Linked DNA regions of Mus musculus: region 2 is linked to region 1. Evidence: chromatin contacts called from public Micro-C data. All regions are on one chromosome and are shown on one strand. The core of a region is the stretch at or near the end of the contact, and the rest is flanking DNA. Distances in the headings are between cores, read along the strand shown.

Region 1 (3,157 bases), core at 249-2,748:
ACCTGAGCAGGAAAGATTTATCTTGGTAATAGTTTCAGAAGCCTCAGTCCATCGAGGCAGTGAGGACAGGGTGAAGAGCAGGTCAGTCATCTTGTGGCCAGGAAACAGAGAAGGAATCCCTGGAAAGCAATGGACGTTCTCCTTGCCCCCTTTATTCCACCCTGGCCCCAGCCTATCCATCTGCCATTCAGGGTAGCTTGAGCCGTCTTTGTTCATATCTCGAGCATGCCTTCACAGATGCACCAGGAAGTGTTCATCATTAATCTAAATGATTCTAAATCGAGTCAAGCTAACAATTACATCACCACAGTATGCGTCTCAAGTCAGAAAACACCTTTGACTTCTTTTGTAATTCTTTCTACTCACTGCACCTGACTCTCAAGCAACACCGGACAACTACTGAATTGCTTTTTAACATAAATGTTAGTTTGCATTTGCTAGAGTTTTCATAAACCACATATTGCAACCTCTTAGTTGATTTCATCAAGGGAATGCAATTACTTACTATGTTGGTGCAAATATTAGGGTTTTTTCCTTTCTTTTTTTAGTATCCATGATATGCACATAACACAGTGGACTTTTTGGTTGTTGTTTTTAATCCATGCACATTTGAAGGATATTTGGGGTTTTCTAGCTTACAAACATAATTGGTAAACACAGAGCTGAACGGTTAGTGGTAATTTAGGTGCCTATTCAAAAAACGCACAAACCCAACTAGGGGTTAAACTTTTTTTCACAGAGAAATGACATTAAAACGCTTATAGCACACGGGTCGGCATCATATACTCCAAGTGGATGTTCATCTTCCTCATAACTCTCTGGGTTGGTCTCACGGTGAAGTTAGTCTGGATAACGAGATGGCAGGCTCTAAACAGTGCTGAGGGTGTGTGTGTGTTTGGGGTGAAGAGAGTCCTGTGCACTGCGCTGTGAATTGATACACCTTTGCATTTCGTTTTCCCCTACAGCCACCCCAGAGACAGAAGATGCCCTTCTACTACAGCCACGGAGAGTAATGAAGCCCTCTGACAGCTCACCGAAGCTCAGATTTGCTCCCTTGGGATTTGAGCCCAGATCTGTTAACATCCCGTCATTTTCTGTCATACTCACTCATGAGTTGGTCAGTGTCACTGGCCAGTGTGGTGAGCAGCCAGCTCTTAGAATCTCAGACTGCATTCTGAGCTAGGTTTTTGAGATAGGCAGGCTCCACCTGCTCTGACCAGCAGAGGTCAGGAGTGTCCATAGGAGCAGCTAGAGGGTTCTGGGCTTCCCCACAGTCCCTGTGGGCCTGGCATTAACAGTGTTTATACAAGAACTGGTTTCAGTAGGCCCAGTTGTTGAGTTCTTAAGGTCAATTTCAAAAGCAAGGTTTTAATTTCAAAACTAACCCACAAGTAAAGGACTCTCACAAAGCATATTTAACTAGGTGGTAAGCCTGTGCCTGGCCTTAAAAGGCCGCGCTGCATTCCCAAGCTCCCTTTAAGACCAGTGAAATCGGCTTCCCTATCTTGCCTTCTGTTGCCACTAGGGGGCGAGCGCCTCTCAGATTTTCCCCGGCGCTCGGCCAGGGACTCTATCCTTCTGTGGAAAAAAGTTTGAGTTTTGGTAGGTACCCTTGCAAGGAATTCCAACCTAGATGTTAGAAATTTTCAGTCTATTGATTTGCTGAAAAAGCTCAGGTTTGAGAGTCTTTTTCGTATTTTAACAGTGAGTTTAGGTCCTTTAAAACTCATAACTTTGTTGTTGTTGTTGTTGTTGTTTTTTGTTTGTTTTTCTTTTTCGAGACAGGGTTTCCCTGTATAGCCCTGGCTGTCCTGGAACTCACTCACCAGGCTGGCCTCGAACTCAGAAATCCACCTACCTCTGCCTCCCGAGTCCTGGGATTAAAGGCGTGTGCCACCACGCCTGGCTTCATAACAACTTTTTAAAAATGATTTTATTCTTTCAAAATTTTATACATTTAAATAATGCATTTAATCATATCTATCTACTGATACCTCCCTCCACTCTCCCCAGAGGCCTTTACCCCATCACCCTACTCCTTTTTTTTTTTTTTTTTAAATTGACAAGCCCCGAGTCCTCTTAATGCTGTCCAAATGCAATGGGTGTGGGTCTGTAGTGGGTTCCTACCACAGTAGCCATCAACTTCTAATAACTCCTCCGCTAATGGGATCTTGGGGATGTCTTCCTCATTTATGCTGGAGTTTTTACTGGCTTACTCTTGTGCAGGTCTTGCACTGGTGTCCACAGGTGCTGTGAGCTGATGTGTTTGGCTGCCGTGTGTGGCGTATCCAGAAGCCAACATCTCCCAGCTCTGCCGACAACTCTTACATTCTCTCTGTTCACTCTTCTGTGCTGTTCCCTGAGCCTGGGACGGAGGAGGCTCAGGCAGGTGAGTGATTCATCCACAGCTGAGCCTGAGAGTTCATCATCCTTGGCACTGGCAGGGGAGCCTGCATTCACTACTGCTCACTGCATAAACCAAGAAAGTGGAGAGCACTGCGGATCTACGCGGTTGGCGTTGTGGCCTCTTGGTTGATTTTTTTTTTTCCCTTTAATGAGTGTGGAGTGGCCTTCCTTATCTGACTATATTTGGTTTGATGTCATTTTGTCAAATATTAGAATAGCTGTGCCTGTATGTTTTTTAGTTGCATTTCCCTGGAGTTCCCTTTTCCATAAATAAATTGCTTTATCCTAATGGTACTGTTGTCCCCCCTACCCACCTGAGTCAGGGTTTCTCTGTGTAGCTCTGCCTGTCCTGAAGCTCTCTTTGTAGACCAGGATGGCCTCCAACTGGGATATCCTCCACCTTTTACCTCCTGAGCACTGCAATTAAGGGCGTGTGCCCCCACAGCCAGCTTGACACTGTTTTTACTTGACGGTAAGTTGTGTTTATTGGACTACAGTGTTCCTTCCAGTATCCTCTGCAGAGCTGGCTTTGTGATCATGTCTTCCTTTAATGTTTTTTTTTTTTCATAGAAAGTTTTAGAAAGTGTTTTATATTCTTTAATTAGATTATAAATTAGTGGACTTCTATAAGGCTTCTTCATGCATCCTTCTCCCCATCACCCTGTTCCCATCCCTACTTGAAACTTTAACTATCCCCCTGTTCTCTTATGTTGTCCTAGGCCTATTATCTCTCTGATTTTATATTATATAT
Region 2 (3,157 bases), core at 364-2,863, 190 kb before region 1:
CTTGTGTTTCAAGTACAAAATGGTGTTGGGTTTGCTTATAAAATAGGAACACTTTATATATGTTACTACTTGATTATTTATAACACCTAATTCTATAGAACTATAGGCTATAGGCTATACTGCATTGCTTTAGAAGGATGGCAAAAATCATCTGCAGATATTTAATGTACGTGTATAGATTTTTCCCCCAAATGTTTTTGCTCTGTGGTTACTTGAATCCATGGACATATGAAATCTTAAAGGAAACTAATAGTACCTTCATTTATTTTTTTAACATCTTTCACTTAGTTATTAAATATGCTTAATAATAAAATATTAGTGAATTAGTGCTTCCCTTTGTAACATTTCTCACATGTTTAATTGATTGATTTCTGCCCCCTCAGATTGGAGTGTGAACAATGACAGTTGTTCAATACCAACAACTGTTTTTTATAGTGAAGTATTGTTCCCTAGGTCATTGTTTTTAGCTTCAAGTGTACTTTAAAAGAGTGTTGATAATCATTTCTGTCTTTAAGCCTTTTTACCAATTGCCACAAAATGACCAATCAGAAAACAAACAAAGTAGCATATATACTGATTTGTAACTGAGTTTTTAAAAGACTTTACAAAAACAGAAGGTGCTTAAAGAAGAAGATCCTCTTATTAGGATGACAAAAGGTAACATGTTCAGTTAACAAAGTGCTGTCACCAATTCTGGTCACACACTTAATCAGAAAGACCAAATACGTGCTGTGTGTCTGTATCTGACTCAAGTCCAGGAAAACGGCAGCAAAAACATGGTCCAAAATTAAGTACCAGAAATTTCTCAGGTAGACATGCTTTTTAATTCTTCCTTCCCTGTCATTAAGTCACATAGACACACAAGCTTGCCTATAGCTCTTCATTTCCCAAGAGATGTACAGCCAGGGCAAACAAGGAAGGTGGTGAGTGTTCCTGGGGGGCGTGGAGGGGGGCTTACTGTGAAGATTGGGCCACCACAATGGATACATCACATGCATAATGCAAATGTCTTTAAGACAAAATAATGTAGCGAAGAAAACCCAGAACCACCGTTAAGCTCCAGTTCACGTAGAAAAGACACTAGATGGTGCTATGAACCAAGAAGTGTGTTATTTGCTAAGGTACTAAGGTACGCACGCCCGCATGCCCGGGCGGGGAGAGCCTCCTCTGCTTGTACCTCTCCCCTCTCCGTACCCTTTCCAGATCAGCACACCTCACTTGACTTGGGGGAGATATTTGCCAGTCATGGCTTATGAGCCAAATAAGAATTTATTTAACTAAATTTATATGTATTTCCAATATTTCCAAACAGAACTAGCCTTGAGTTTGTTAATGACAGTGAAGCAAGAAGAGATGTGAATTTTAGATCAGATGACCTCAAATATTTGGGGCAAAGTCCATGCCCAGTTGCAACTTGGCTCTTTATGGAAGGGAGACAGCTACTAAGAGTTTTATTTGGCAGCCATGTTTGTTCAGGAAACACATTCTTACAAATTCATTGGAGGTGAAATTGCCTTTATGAAGCCATTTTTCTTTTCTTTCCTAGCATTCTTTCTGAAGAGGTACCCTTGTGGAACTTGTTTCATCAGAGCATATCAGTCTGTCTCCTTCTTCCACTTCTGTTCACTGGAAGAAAGCCTTTTCCAAATGGTTTATGATAGCTCTGCTCAGGTTCACGGGAGTACAAAACAGTTTAGCAGTTAGCCACACGGGTAGAAAAGACACACAAGGTCCTCACTGAGAAAAATATAAGCTTGTAGAACATTTACAAGAACTGAAAGTGAGGCTGGTAAGATAGGTCAGCGGGGAAAGACACCTCCAAGCTTGACAACCTGAGTTTAATCCCAGACCCACATTGTAATTAGAAGGAGAAAATCAACCTAGACGTTGTCCTCTATCCAGCACCCAACTGCTGTGATTCATGCCTTGCCATAAGTAAATATTATAATTTTCTAAAAAAAAATCTAATATAATTTTATTATATCTAACTCCAGTACTTAAAAAATAAAATTAGTGTAGACCCTTAAGAATCAGCTGTTTAAACATAATTTAGAAGATTTCATTTTTAGTCTACATTTGAATTTTAGGAACTTCAAGTAAAGTCTTATCAGTAATTGTAAAAAAAAAAAAAATCCGAACATATAACTTAGTAATTGTCCTCATAGGACATATTAAAGTTGGTTTTTGAGTAAACCATTGTAGAACTTTGAGGCTTTACTTTCATTTTGACAGCTCTGAAAAGCTTAAAGATTTGGAGGATCTGAGCATAGCAGCTATATTTGATTAGTGAAGACCGTAACCTGGTAATTGGATGTTCTCAGATTAGCCTGGTATCCTTTCAAAGACCACCCAGTACAGTATATTCAGATGAAGAAATTACCCACTCCAGAGGAGAGGACAGCAATCTGAACGTGTTGTCTCTTCTAGAATCTACCTGCTTTATATGAATAATATTTGAATAGTATCAGAATTGCTTTGGCTTTGGCTTTACTACAGAGAACCAACCCAGGAATTTACCTGTTCCCCAAAAAAGAAATAGGACAGGAGACACCAGGGACTGCCACCAGGGGTCGGCACAGCCAAAGACTACAGCAAGCCCAGGGAAAAATAGCCATGAATGATAATCTGCCAGCACGAACCAAGCCATTTCATTTTCTCAGAGGCTGGGAGCGCTGTCGGACCAGGAACTGTGTTGCCAGTGGGTTTCTCTAGGAATAGAGCAGTAGAAATAGGGAGGGCTCGGTGTCTTACAAGGCTCTTTTCTGTCTAAACGCTTAGGAAGTAGCTCTGCATGGAGCAAAACTTGGTTCTTTTAGTCAGTGAATGGACCTCTCTCTCTCTCTCTCACACACACACACACTCTTTAGTATAGTGAACTTTGCGTTTCACCCTGTGTTGCTTCCAAAATGATCTGTCATCATAGAAATGCTTACTTTTGAGTAGAAGCATGGGTAATTCTTAATGGTTCATTGTTAACAAAATAATTGTTTGGGGGACAAAATAATTTAAATATGTTAATTAACCCTGAATGTAGATGTGTCAGGCACAGATTCTGGAACTGTCCTGTCAGTGCCAGACTTATGAACTCTAATGTAACTTCTGTTCCCACTGAGGTCTTCTCCTTAGCCATCCTCTGGTTCCCTCCTTTCATAAGTGA

The links. A called contact is a pair of places that touch in the nucleus more often than the background predicts.
Region 2: a Micro-C map of the G1E-ER4 cell line shows a contact between it and region 1, with 17 times the contacts expected there. The contact joins two enhancer-like sites. A contact is called at or near these places in 6 of 15 datasets of contacts at CTCF or cohesin (CD8 T cells, the G1E-ER4 cell line, embryonic stem cells and 1 more), 19 of 484 Hi-C or Micro-C datasets (the G1E-ER4 cell line, the HL-1 cell line, the HPC-7 cell line and 7 more), 7 of 115 datasets of contacts at active chromatin or transcription factors (the 230-238 cell line, Th17 cells, embryonic stem cells and 2 more) and 3 of 9 other capture datasets (adipose tissue, liver and pancreatic islet).

Annotation. Positions count from the first base shown.
Region 1 is chr11:11,786,967-11,790,123 of GRCm38.p6, reverse strand. No RefSeq gene overlaps it. Among named protein-coding and RNA genes, the nearest start is that of Fignl1, 20 kb to the left of the region's middle. Within about 2 kb of position 1,498, at least 85 of the 459 cell types and tissues checked have an H3K27ac peak or open chromatin away from gene starts, as enhancers often do. A contact at or near this core is called in the G1E-ER4 cell line, the HPC-7 cell line, Th17 cells and 2 more, where this site is marked.
Region 2 is chr11:11,973,022-11,976,178 of GRCm38.p6, reverse strand. All of the region lies in intron 2 of Grb10 (growth factor receptor bound protein 10), which reads left to right. Among named protein-coding and RNA genes, the nearest start is that of Grb10, 63 kb to the left of the region's middle. Within about 2 kb of position 1,613, at least 81 of the 459 cell types and tissues checked have an H3K27ac peak or open chromatin away from gene starts, as enhancers often do. A contact at or near this core is called in the G1E-ER4 cell line, the HPC-7 cell line, Th17 cells and 2 more, where this site is marked.